2 separate regions of the Capsicum annuum genome follow, and region 2 is linked to region 1. The links are chromatin contacts, called in public Hi-C maps. All regions are on one chromosome and are shown on one strand. The core of a region is the stretch at or near the end of the contact, and the rest is flanking DNA. Distances in the headings are between cores, read along the strand shown. Region 1 overlaps LOC107863327 (protein phosphatase inhibitor 2). Region 2 has its middle 24 kb from the start of LOC107863328.

Region 1 (7,058 bases), core at 3,849-6,348:
TATGAGAAAATTGGATTATCCAAAAGCTCCAAGAATTTCATGAAAAATTGATTTGCCAATTGAGATTTTCCCGACTTCTTTAAACACCATCATTCTGGTATTTTTTCCTTTATCGAAGTCTAATCCTCGTTAGTTTCCTACAGTTTCTATCCTACCACTAAGGGGTCGTTTGGTAAAGTGTATAAGATAGTACTGAATAGGGTGTATTAGTAATGCTGGGATTAGTAGTGCTGAGATTAGTAATACTGGGATTAGTAATGGTGGGATTATTTTTTATGCAGTGTTTGGTTTGATGTATTGAAAATAATATGTATTGTTATATTTTAAAAATAATATTATTTGCATACAAAAATACCCTCGACATACAATAACTTTGTGTATTTTCTTTGCAAAGCTTTATTATTCTTTTTTTAAAAATAAAAAAAATCGACAATATAACTAATAACTTTGGAATTTTAAGATTTCATCATTCACTTTCAGGAACTATTTTTTATTTTTTTTGGTTATTTTTTCTTTATTGTTCCTCATTTGTTTGTCGTTCCTACTTTATGGTGTTCTTAAGTTGGAGGGAGGTACTTGTAACTTTTGAATGAGACAATAAAATCGTTGTTAACACAAAATGTGTTCTGTAAAGTGTTAAAGCTAAGAAAAAAGTTATTTTGTTTGTGATATATCCTATTTACAAAATTAAAGTTTGTATGCAATCATGCTATTTATTTTCGGGTTTTGACCAATTAGTATTTTTTAAGTTAATGGAGTAGTTTTTTTATGAGTAAAATTATTTGGAGGGATATTATCATCTTAATAAATTGAAAAGAAATAACTCACATTGAAAAAATTAAAAAAGATTTAGAAAATATTTAAAGGAATTTGAGGACATTTTTGTCTTTACTCATATTTATCAATGGATTGTAATCCGTGGATTACTAATCCCACCAAATTGGGTGTATTAGTTATACACCCTATAATACCATGTAGGGTAGTAAAGCTAATCCATGTATTAGTTATACATTGCTCCAAATTTGCTACGAAACAATGTATTAGATAATATCACACTTTAATACATGGATTAAAAAAAATAATACACCCTATCAAACAGCTCCTAAGAGAATTACTTGGCACTTGTAGTGGCATTGCATTATTTTATCTGCTCTTTGTTTCTCTCTAATTCCTGTTCTTTTGCATTTCAAGGGTCTCATATGGTAGGAGTTGGTAAGACATGATGTTGTTACTCTATGTAATTTACTTTTACTCAAATAGGGCATTTTTTCCCTTTTTCTTTGTCCAGCTACGGTTAATGGGTCTATTTTTTGGAAAGAATATGGAACTAAGTTTATTGTGCAAAAGCATGGGTAAGTGAGTCACTATCCCCACTAGTTTGGTATTGAGGGGTAATTGTCAGGTAATTCTTCATTTTGAAAGTTTTAAGGTTATGGATCTTGTTCTACATAGTTATCTTTTGGATGAGATTTTTGTCCTATTTATAAGATGTTTGATTTGGTCTCACCATGTCCATGGTGTAAGATTTCAGGATTATAGAGTTAGGGCCATAAGTGGAAGTAGATTCCCGCCGCAAAATCTTTCAAAAACTCAATTATTTAACCTTCAAACTTTTGATAATATTAAAAAGTAATTGTTAAAAATACTTTGATCGAGCACCTAAGGTTATGGCTTGGTGGTCAATAAAGTGGGTTTAGAACCGTGAGGTCTCAAGTTTAAATCTCTGCTGAGACAAACATTAAGTGATTTCGTCCCATTTATCCTAGCCTTGGTTGAAGAGTTACCTATTACCTGGTGCTGGTGGGAGGTGGGTGGTCGAAGGAATCCTATGGAACCGTTGAGGCGCGTGTAAGCTGGTTTAGACACCATGATTATTTAAAAAAATATACTTCGGTCAAGTGGTAAGAGAGTAAAAGTGCAATATATAGTGTGTAGGTTAGCTGCACGTCATAGGTTCGAAGGCTGTTGCGGTCAAACGCTTAGTATTTAAGTGGAGAAAGATAGTGGGGCACAACCATTATCCACTGTGTTTCAAACCATGTGCTGCCGACTCTGGGAGATTTTCTCAATTATCAAGAAAAAGTACCTTTAATAAATAGGCTTACTAGCCCCCCCCCCCCCCCCCCCCCGCGCACGCACACACACACACCACAGTACTTGACACCTTTTACTGTGTGTACATATATTGCTTAGACTCTTCAAAATTATTGCCGTACACGTATCTTATTCTCCAAAAATACATTATTTTGGAGTATCCAGCACACACACGTCCATATTTTTTAAGTCCGAGCAACATAGGATTGTGTACATCTAAATTGTTTTTGATCATATACTTATCTATTTGGCAGCCTTTAGCCCACTATATTTATATATATGCACACACCCTTTTAAAATTTCATTAATATTGTAGATTATTTTTCAGCGGTAATTAGGACAAACAATAGTTCAGGTGGACTTTCCCATATTGATGGGGTTGCACCAAGGATCGTCCCTTAGCCCATTTTTATTTGTCTTGGTGATGGATGTTTTAGTGCGGCAAGTTCAAGTTTAGGTGCTTTGGTGTATGTTATTTATGGATGACGTAGTTTTGATTGACAAAATCTGTGAAGGAGTTAATGCTAAGTTGGAGGCTTGGAGGCAAACCCTAGAGTCTAAATGATTTAGGTTGAGCAAGACCAAGATGAAATATTTGGAGTGTAAGTTCAGTGAAGGGACACATGAGACGGACATGGTAGTGAAGCTTGATACCCAGGTCATTCCAAAGCGAGATAGTTTCAAGTATCTTGGATCTATGATACAGAAAAATGGTGAGATTGACAAGGATGTCACCCATTGTATTGGTGTGAGGTGGGTGAAATGGCGGCTCGCATCCAGAGCCTTGTGTGATAAGAAAGTGTCTCTTTGACTTAAAGAAAAGTTCTATATAGTGGCGGTTAGACTAACTATGTTATATGGGACAGAGTGTTGGTCGGTTAAAAATTCTCACATTCAAAAGATGAAGATGGTGGAGATGAGGATGCTGCGATAGATGTGTGAGTTACTAGGATGGATAGGAGTAGAAATAAGGTTATACATGATAAAGTGTGAGTGACTTTGGTAGAAGATAAGATGCGTGAAGCAAGGTTGAGATAGTTTGAACAGGTGATGAGGAGGGGCATGGATGCTCCAGTTTGGAGGTGCAAGAGGTTAGCTATGGATGGATTCAGGCGAGGTAGAGGTAGACCGAAGAAATATTGGAGGGAGGTGCTTAGACATGACATATAACAATTACAACTTACCGAGGACATGTCTTTTAGATAAGATGTGTAGGACGCGTATTAAGGTAGAAAGTTAGTAGGATGGGGGCTAGTTGCTGCAGTGTTTCACAAGTAGTATCTTGTTCTTGGAGTTTTGGGTGTTGTTTGTGGTTTCAGGTGGTTAGCTTGTTGGTGGTATTATTTGGTGATAATCTTGTTTCTGCTACTGTCTGTTGTTTTGTTACTGTCTTTTGTTTCTTGTTCTTATATTATGTCTTTTCCTACGTTGTTTGGTTTCAAGCCGGGAGTCTATCGGAAACATCTCTACCTCACTCTGAGGTAGTGGTATGGACTGCGTACATTCTACCCTCCCCATATTCCACTATGTGGGAATGTACTGGGTACGTTGTTGTTGAAATAGTTCAGGTGCACGCCGAATAAAAGGAGTCAAGTTCAGCGTTCTCAAGTATTATGCCCAAAAAAAAAAAAAAAGTGACCCCCCTCGTTATTTTCTTACAAATTAACATCATTATGTTTCCTATATGGCTAGTCCTGTGTCCACTGCATGAGTATGGATTCAAGGTGGCTGGTTTGTGTTTAAGTAGGTTTTTTTAGTATATCTTGAAGGATCCATCTGAAATTCTTGTGCTGGTGTGGTACTTGCTCGTCATGGTTATATCGAGGAAAACATGAGGATTCCACATAAAGTAGCTTATATATAAGCTCTATGGACCTGCTTTATGATGGACTATCATTCATCTGTATTTAGAGAGCAATGTTTATATTGGTCTCTGAAATGATAACTTATATTGCCTAAATCTATGCAAATTCATATCTTCCTCCTCACTTTTCTGATTTGTTGATGCCGAAGGATCTTTATCTCCTATACGGGGTAGTTTTGATGAGAGCAATGGCAATGCAGTACATGCAGAAGCCATACGCAGTGCTTTGAGTGAGATGGCTTCTTCCAGTAAGAATAAATCCAGACGTTCTGGCTGGACATCATCTGAGGATGAAGCCGATGTCATGGACCAAGATGATGCAGGTTAGTTTGATCTTCAGGAGTCTAAAACCCAGATATGCATTGGTTCATTTTTCTTTTTCTTATTGAATTTTTAGTGGAGTTCTACAGGACTAGTATTTTCACATTTGTTACCAATGACAGATTGTGTATTCAGTTTCTCTTCATCTCCCTTTTAATTGCTTAATTATATCAGTTATCAAGTATGCGTTTTTCTTCATTCCTCCTTTTTAACTTCTTTTTTCACCTTTGGGATTTTCAACCTTTTGATTTGAAGACTTGGGGTTGGGTTGAGAGTGAGAGAGGCAAGCTGAGGGGGTCATTGACCTCTGAGGTGGCTGGCACTGCAGCCAAAGGAAATTGTCTTATCCAGTATTCTGAGAATTGGTTGAACAGAACTGGAAAGTTCTGTTTTACCCTTGCCCGTATATGAATTGAGGCCTTCCAAATTATTGATTTCTCCGGCACACACTTTTCTTTCTGTTGGGTTCCTTTTCTTAAGTGTATTTTGTTATTGGTAGTTTCATTTGCACTATTCAATGATTTGTATATTGAATGCAAACTCAATTATGCTTCGGCATTTAATATTTTTCTTCAATATGACAGATTCAGATTCAGGAAAGAGAAACAGCTTCAAGGAGCACAGGCGAGCACACTATGATGAGTATCGAAGAGTCAAAGAACTCCGTCGAAAGGGCTCCTCTCTTGAAGAAACATCAGACGATGAGGATGAGGATCTTGTGGAAAAGGATGGGACTTCCGATTCATCATCATCCTTGACTACTGCTGTTAAGGACATAGAGATTAAGGAAGACAGCATGGACACTTCTAAATAGTACCCTTTCCCAGTCCTTCAAGCTTAGATCAACCAGACGGAAATTGTTGATTTGACTTTATATCCATGCTCCCTTTGTTTATATCCGTCTAACTTCTATTTGTAAGTTGTGTATTAAGGCCTCAACCTTCAGGATGATAAAGCTCTGATATATCGAATGACACATATTTAGTTAGATTTCTGTTATCTGTCATCACATTTGGCTTTAGATAAATGGAGTATACCGAAACCCAAATTATCGTACACTACCTCTTGTAGTTTGTCCCTAATGAGTTTATGATGTTTACTCCAGTTCTCTGAGATAAGGTTGTGAAACACGAAAATTGTGGACTGGTAACGTCCATATTACCCGTTTTTCAAGTTTTGTATACTCCAGAAAGACGTTTAATGCCATTGTCTTGATTACATCTCTTAAATATTTCATTCAACTAATACTTCAATAGTTGGAAAGTTGGAGTAATGAGGGTAAATCTAAATGACAAAAAAATATACTTATTATTTTAAAAGTTTGTTAGAAGGATGAGCATTACCCACTCCATTCACTCCATCTAGGCTAGCTCAAAAAGAATAGATTACTTCATCTGCAAAATACATAATTGAATTCAAATTTAAATAAAATCACTAAAAATAAATCTAATAATTTGTTTAGATAACCACATGTATAAATCAACCATCCATATTCACAATTTAATCTTTTAGATATTTAAATGAAAATGCACACTGAACGCACAAAAATAACAAATTTAAGAGGAATAATAAATATGGAAGAAACTAGAAGACATTAACATTGGTATATAATAATTGTTTTATTTAATTAAAAATTAACGCACAAAAATAACAAATTTAAGAGGAATAATAAATATGAAAGAAACTAGAAGACATTAACATTGGTATATAATAATTGTTTTATTTAATTAAAAATTAAAATGATTGTTGAAATAAATAGTATAACTGAATAAATTAAGAAGATGAAAAGTATATTCATTAAATTAATTGTCCTGTTTAATAAAAATGATTATGAAGGTTTTTACTGCAACTTGAAAAATATTAGTTTCCACTAAATTATGAGCTTGATTTCTTTCAATAAGTTTTGTCACAAAATTAACTACAAAAATAAAAAATAAAAAAAATCTTGTGTTACATATATATACTAATAGTAGTAGTAGTAGGCAGAAGTAATATGTTATATTTTTGTACATTTGGTTGAATGTCAAACGAAAGATAAATAATAATAATAATAATAATAATAATAATAATAATAATAATAATAATAATAATAATAATAATAATAATAATAATCCCATTGGTTTCAAATTATCATCTCAATTCAAATATATAAATTATTAGGTAAATATATATCACATTATTTCAAAAAAAGTAAGGATAAGAAAAAATAACAAACTAATCTTTTTCTAACAAATTAGTATGAAATTTGAAATTTGAATTTGAATGAAATTTAATTGGTAAATCGATAATAATTGAAATAAAGTCTTCGATAAGTAAGGACTCATAGGAAAATCGATTTTAAATTAATACCATTTCTATTGTTTAATTTATGAAGAAGTGTTCTTGAAATTTTATTTTATTTTTTAGTGATATTTTTGTTGCTATTATCGACTTGCATAAGAAATAAAGAAGAACGAAAAGAAGAAAATAATTATAACTGCAGAAATATATATTAAAAGAGAAGAACATTATATAATATTAAAAATAATCAAAAAAATATTGATAAGTAGAAAAAGGTATCTAAAATATTCAATTGAGATGAGTAGGGGAGGAGAGGAAGTCGAATATTCAAGTTAAGAGAGTTATTTGGTTTTAAACAAGATTAAAGGTAAATTAAAAGTATATGAAATTACAATATTAAAAGTAGTTAGCTACCATACTAAAGAGTTCTAATTGGATTTCTATTGTTATTTATTCTCTTTTAAAATTTGAATTGGAGATACAATATCTTCTCAAAGAT
Region 2 (7,298 bases), core at 2,296-4,795, 190 kb after region 1:
TATCAGCTTTCAAATACGTACTATAAACATCACATACACAATTTTAATATACTACCCCATAATAATATACAACGTATTTCACATATATCAATCAGATAAATTATCGGTTAGTTTATCTTATGTAATTAATATACCTTTACTAGATAATATGTATATACTATATATATATATATATATATACCTATACACACACACACATATACATACTATCGACTATATCAAGTTCTAAATACGTACTATATCTATCACATAGGTACAAAACTATATAATCCAACAATATAATGTGGCGTGTTTCATATACATGCTCATATGAGTGATCAATTAACCATAAGTATATTACCTTATAATAGAACACGTTCATTATATTCTGATGAATTATCGGTTATATATACACATATTCATTATACAAAGATTATGCATGTTTAACATCATTTAACGTATATACAAAGGAAAATATTTATTCCATATATTGAAACATAAGTAAAAAAATAAATATTATGTTTAACGTAATTTATTTATTTTATTTGATATATTTTTTAGTGTAATTTTTTCACAAAATTTAAGAATGATTGATTTTTATTATTATTATACTGGTTATCGACTACGTGTGATCAGTGTAATTTCAAATTATTATATATATATATATATATATATATATATATATATTAGATTTTATATATATATATATATATATATATATAATTATTTTTAATGAAAATAAGATATATATTTGATTACATATAAATAATTATTGGTTACTAAAAATTATTTATTTTCTATTTTTTTAGTTAACAAACCAACCACAAGTGGTTGATTTTTAAAAATTCTTTTTTAATTTATTTAAAAAAAACTACCACTAGTGGTCGTTTTTTTTTTTTTAAATATAATTAAAAAATATTTTTAAAAACCGACCACTTGGTGGTTGGTTTTGTTATTTTTATTAATTTTTATTTGTAAAATAAATAATAATTAATATAAAAATTATTGAAATAATTACTTTAAAATTTTAAAATATGTGGTCGCTTTTAAAAAAAAAAAACATAAAAAATCGACCACTTGTGGTCGGTTTTTTCCGACCACAATGTGGGGTCGATTTTTTGTCGTCGTTTTTTCAGGTTTTTTTAGTAGTGTCATCTGTTTTTTTATTACTATTCCTCGTTTCTTCTATTTTTGTTGTTAGTGTTTCTTTTTTAATCTGTTTCTCCCCAAAATAGATATATGGGAGATGTTTGAAATTCCTTCCACTGCTATTCATGCAATGAAACATTTATCCACTAATAATGATAATATCGTTCAGTTTGTTTTTTTTTGGTCCAAAATTTTGTGTAACTAATGATGTTTCAGTTGCTTTATTTATAAATATACTGCATAGCAGTGAGAGAGGCATGAGAATTTGATTGCATTAGGGACAGTTGTTATAGGCGTATTTTCATTACTGAAGTTCTTTATTTATACTTTTTTATTTGTAATTTGTTAAAATTAAGCCTGTCTTAGAAAATTTTGGGGAATAAATTACTTTTATATTTTAGTTTTGTTCATATTTCTGGTATAGGTATTGTATGAAGCTTATGAGAATTTATCATGACATTGTCTTTTTCTCTTCTTTTGTTGTTTAGTGTTAGAATTTGTTTTAGGTTTACAACCAAAACGACATATTCATGGGATGTAGAATATACATATATTTTACTATCATCTCATGAAAGTAGAGAGATTGGATTGGTTTCTATGATTTAACTCTTAAAATTTTATAAATAAAAAGTCATTATGATATTTGACTTTTAAATATGTGTCTTTCATCAGGATTATACTAAGTTACCTAAAGATGTGGTAGTACAATAACGGTAACACCAAGTAAACTTTTCAACGTGTATGTTTTATGCAATTCATCATTCCTAATGTTTGATATTGCATTCCAATATGTGGGATGCTTCTTGCATTCTTCTGCATTACTTAATCAATCTACTAGTGTATTTTTATTACTTACTTAAGAGGCTCAAATATTCTTCCTTAATATGTTCTTATTACTATATTGTTATTTAGACCCTAAAACACATATTTATAACTCTTTTTTGATATCTACCTGAAATGAGATATCTTTAGATATTGCAATCCAATTCAAGAAGTTAAATTTGATGAAACATGGGAGACTTGATCTAAAAATTATATTTCATGACCATAATTGATGTATAGTATTATAGAGTAAAACATGAAAATAAAATATGTATAGTCTTATTAATTGACGTGAGACACATGTTCAAAGCCCGTACACTAAGCTAGTATATATATATATATATATAACCCAATTATAATGCGACCAATGAATATTAGATTGTGCATTTTATGTATTTAATAAATCATAAATCTAGTGAGAGACTTAGCCAAATCAGACTAGTAATGCAATAATCCATTAATAAGGTTTCAATATTGATAGCTGGGACCACCCTCTAACCCCTTTTTCTTGGTAAACAAAGACTTTTATTCATTATAATAATTATGCATCATAGTTTTACAGTAGTAGCCTGACCAAGCTTATCAGCATTACACAAAGGTCTATGACTAATATTATTACAAGCATACTTAAAGGGGGGAACAAGAGGCCCAACAAAAGGAGATGCAGTAGCATCAGTAGATAACATGGGTAGCACAAAAACTGGTGGTTCCTTCTATTCTTCGAAACAACTACTTGGGATCAACGTCTGCCCATATTTTGCAAGCTTGTCAGCTACACTATTTCATCCACAAGGTTCATGTCGCAGGGTCGGGTTCCCAAGAATGTGGAGAAGATCCCTGCATGAGAGTAAAAGATTATTGTTAGTTGGTGCGAACGATTCCAGGAAGTGTATTACCTCAAGAAAGTCCGTGGCAATCTCCAGATGGGTGACCTGCAGTTTACGTGCAGTTAAAAGACCAAACATAAGCCCACTTAATTCAGATTCTAAGGGAGTGTGAACGTTTATTCTTGCACTATAACCATGTACTCATATTCCAAACGAGTCCCGAAAGACCCTCCCGCACCTGCAATCTTAGAAGAGTAGTTTATACGACCCATTAAAATTTAGTTTAATGCCCTTATCAGGAGGTTCCCAGGGTGAATGCAGTGATGGATTTATTTGGTAGTGATTATTTGTCAGTGAAAGGTATTCCGCATCTTTTTCAAAAGGATCCCGAAGGGATATGTTAATTTTTAGATTATTAAAAATATTGTGGTTTCTGGTGAGCCAAATATGCCACATATAGAAGGGGAAAGCTTCATCCCATTGAATCAAATTTTGGACTGGGGGAATTTTTTAGCTTTCTGCACTGCTGTAACCAGTCTGCATCATTGGTCGTCATTACATATTGTAGTAAAGGCAAAATTTGCAGATGTTTCCAAAAAAGCTGAACATTTGAACATTCAAGAAAGATATGGTAGATGGTTTCGGGGACAGCACAAAAAGAACAATTTGGGTTGTTGGTGATGCCAAGTTTGTGGAGGTACTAGTTGGTGGGTAGTCTCCCATGATTAGTTATCCAAAGGAAAAATTTAATTTTGTTTGGGCATTTGAGTTTCCAAATCCAGCTTGTGCTATGGTTTGTAGCAAAATGAATATGTTTATCACTAAGGAGACGAGCATAGGCACTTTTGGAAGAGAAATTCCCATTCAGTGATAAGGACCAGACTTGGGAGTCTTTCGTACGAGAGGATATAAGAATGGGGATAGATGTGATAAGTCGTTCCATATCCGGAGGGAGGGGGTATTGAATATTAGAAGTATCCCATTTCCCATTGACAATAATGTCGGAAACACGCATGAAAATATCATTTGGATGGAAAGGACCAAGTAAGGTTTAAGATAGAGGTAGTTGGTTTGGTATCCAATTATCGGTCCATAGCGATATGCTAGTACCAGTACCTAACGTCCATCGCAGGTGTTTTTGACAGAATGTCCAGCCTAACATAATGTTTTTCCATATGAAACTAGGCGATTTTAAGTGATTGTTTTTATCTTGGATTCCAAAACCACGGGTGTATTTGTGGAGCAGTGTTGAAGTCCAGAGGGAGGCAGGATTTTTAAAAAGTCTCCAAGCAAGCCGAGCTAAGAGGGCTTTGTTTCTAGTACTTCTTTTCTGTATTGCCAGACCACTCTGATCTTTCGGAAGAATTAAGGTCTCCCACTTTAGGAGATGCAATTTCTTTTCATTAGACGTAGTTCTCCAAATGAAGTTATGTTGTAAACGGTCAATTTGTTTGGATACTTCAACTGGAAACTGAATATAATGTATGAGATGAGATGGAATGTTATTGAGGCAAGCCTTTGCCAGAGTAGTCCGTCTCGCCATATTAAGAAATCTCATTTTCCAACCTGATAACTTTTTTCTAAGGTTGTCGAGGAAAATTTGGAGGTCAGCTTTTGAAGGTGATTTATTAAGAATTGGAAAAACCAAATATCGTCCGAAGTTGTTACTACTTTTGATGCGGAAGAACGAGGATAGGAATTTTTGTTTATTGATAGGACAATTTTTTGTGAATAATATTTTTGATTTCTGGTAGTTTATAGTTTGTCTTGACCATTTACAAAAATTATTAAGAGTGGACATCATAGTGTTTGGGCTGTTAGCACTATCAGTAGACATCAGGACAAGGTCGTCAGTGAAAAAAAGGTGAGATAGTAAAGGTCCTTTTCTGGAAATACGGATAGAGATCCAATCCTTTTTTAAGATAGCTTCATTTAAATTATGGGATAGAACTTCCATGCACATGATCAAAATATACGGCGATATAGGGTCTCCCCGTCGAATACCTCTAGTGGGGCTAAAGAATTCTGTCCGCTGACCATTGATAAGAATTGCCGCAGTGCTAGAATAGATACAACTCATTATAAGGTTCACAAGATTGATCCAAAAATTAAAATAAAGAAGAGTATTGCGAATGAAAGACCATTCTAGTTTGCCGAAGGCCTTTTCAAGGTCGATTTTAACCATGAAGGAGTTAACCTTCCCTTTAGTTTTCCTAAAATAGTTAACAATCTCTTGGACAATTATTGCATTATCGCCCGCTTGACGATTCTTGAGGAAACTAGTTTGGTAGGGTCCTATGATACTATTCATTAGAGGCCTCATTCTCCTAGCTATGAGCTTGGTAATAATTTTATAGGAGGTGTTGCTGAGACTGATTGGCCGAAAGTTTTTTAGAGTAGTAGCATTGTTACACTTCAGAATCAAGCAGATGTGGGTTTTGTTAATAACTTCATGTATTTTTTCGTTAAGGAAAGCTTGCCTACAAAGGCCTATGATAGAAGAGCCCACAATATGCCAGTATTTTTGAAAAAAGACGGGATGAAGGCCATCCGGGCCCAGAGCTTTATGAGGATGAAAAGAAAAAATAGTGTCACGAATTTCCTTCTCAGAGGGGAGGCGCCCTAGGTTTACTTTATCATCATCAGTAAGCTTAGTATTTCTTAGAACAGGCAAAATTGCGAAGGACTTCGAATGAGTAGTATGGAAGAGGATAGAGAAAAAACTCTGGGCGTGAGACAAAATACTATCCTGGTCCGTGAGCCAGTTGTTATTCTCATCCTGGACAAAGAGGATCCTATTTTTTTCCTCCGAATGAGGGTGGAGGTGTGGAAAAATTTTGTGTTGGCATCCCCATCATGGAGCTAGTGAATTCGAGATTTAAGTTTCCAAAAATCTTCCTCCATTCTAAGAATACCAATAAAATCATTAATAAGTTCTTGTTCTAGATTGCTAAGGAGGTTGCTATAGCCATAATTTGGTGAACCCTGAATTCTTCGGCGTCTATTTAAAATGGTATTCTTTTTTAGAAAAATATTCCCAAATATTTCCGTATTCCAAACTATGGCATCTTCCTGGAATTTAGAGATACAAGTAGGTAGATATGGATTGTGGTCCCAAACATGCTGGACCAACGAGGGAAAGTCAGAGTGAGAGGACCGCATAGTTTTAAATCTAAAAATATTAGATTTAGGCCTAGGTTCTTTCTTATAAAGCTGAAACAGAAGGGGACAGTGGTCGGAGTGGGTCCTGGGCAGATGGATGACTTCGGCATTCGGGTAATTGAGGAGCCACTTATTATTTGCCAAGAAACAATCAAGTCTTTTATAGATGATAGCGTTGTTTTGTTTAAAACACTTATTCAACCAGGTGTATTTACTCTCCTTGGAACCCATATCAATGAATTCACAATAATTAACTCTGTCCCAGAAATCTTTAGTGTGGGCTTTGTTAAAAGGATTACCTCTCTTTTTTCTGTGCAAAACAGGAGTTCGTTAAAGTCACCACCAACAAGCCACTTACCTTTGTAATGATCTTTTATAGTTTTTAGGTTTTGCCAAAGGATTTTACGATTCCAATGATAAGTGCTAACATAAATACAACTCAATAGCCAGGAGGACTTCTTAGAGATTACCTTGATCATTGTCTGTATTTCCTGGTCTGTAGTTGATATTTGATCAAGTTCTAATAGGGCATCATCCCACAAAATGGCCAGTCCTCTAGAGTTTCCTATTGCCGGAACATCAATCATTCTTATAAAAGGGAAGTCATCAAGAAGTACTTGATGATCCTGCATTTTCGTTTCTAGCAAGGCAACCATAGACGGCTTATGCCAGTCCAGTAAGAATCGAAAGTTCCTTCTGAATTCAATCCCATTTTCCCCCCTACAGTTCTATATAATTATGTTTATCGATCTGTTCAGATGAAGGGGAGTTATCAAGGGAGTGGTTGTTGGAGGTTCTAGAATCAACTTCGGGTCCAGATTCCTCACTGTGGGGTTCATTATGAGAACATAGTTCCCTATCTGTGGATTGAAAGGGCGTCAAATATCTATGGAGCCTTTTAAGAGATTCGGGGGACAAATAAGTATGAATTTATTTTTGTATTTCTCATTCTATATCATTACTTTTAGTTCCTTTAGGGCCATTGTTTTTGTTCGTGTTTCTCATATTTCCTCGAGACTTTCTTCTATTTCCTGAGTAGTTATACGCAGAGTTCTTATAGGAATTGAGCTTAAAGGATAGGGTACCTGAGACGATGAGGCTATGTTGCCTGGGTTGTTGGCGTGCGTGGTCTCCGAGGATCCCATCTGGGTTAGTGCTAGGTGTAAAGGCCCCGCTCCTTGAGTTATGCCCTAGACTTGCTAATGGTGATAGAGAGGGTCAAAGTCCTTAAAGTTTGGTATCAATAGGGGTATCGATGGTATTCCCATCTGGTTCGACGGCTACATGGGAGCCATCGTTGGAGTCTCCCAGACGGGGATGTTGAAAAAGGGAATGGCTGGGAGTTGATAGTTCATCGGT

Evidence for each region. A called contact is a pair of places that touch in the nucleus more often than the background predicts.
Region 2: a contact with region 1 is called in a Hi-C map of leaf, with 2.7 times the contacts expected there. The contact joins two enhancer-like sites. A contact is called at or near these places in 2 of 5 Hi-C or Micro-C datasets (leaf and placenta).

Annotation. Positions count from the first base shown.
Region 1 is chr3:209,189,798-209,196,855 of UCD10Xv1.1, forward strand. LOC107863327 (protein phosphatase inhibitor 2) reads left to right here. Exons shown (of 6, transcript XM_047408612.1): 5 at 4,159-4,281; 6 at 4,864-5,267. The coding sequence ends at 5,093. Among protein-coding and RNA genes, the nearest start is that of LOC107863327, 6.3 kb to the left of the region's middle. Within about 2 kb of position 5,099, at least 3 of the 5 cell types and tissues checked have an H3K27ac peak or open chromatin away from gene starts, as enhancers often do. A contact at or near this core is called in leaf, where this site is marked.
Region 2 is chr3:209,377,671-209,384,968 of UCD10Xv1.1, forward strand. No RefSeq gene overlaps it. Among protein-coding and RNA genes, the nearest start is that of LOC107863328, 24 kb to the left of the region's middle. Within about 2 kb of position 3,546, at least 2 of the 5 cell types and tissues checked have an H3K27ac peak or open chromatin away from gene starts, as enhancers often do. A contact at or near this core is called in leaf, where this site is marked.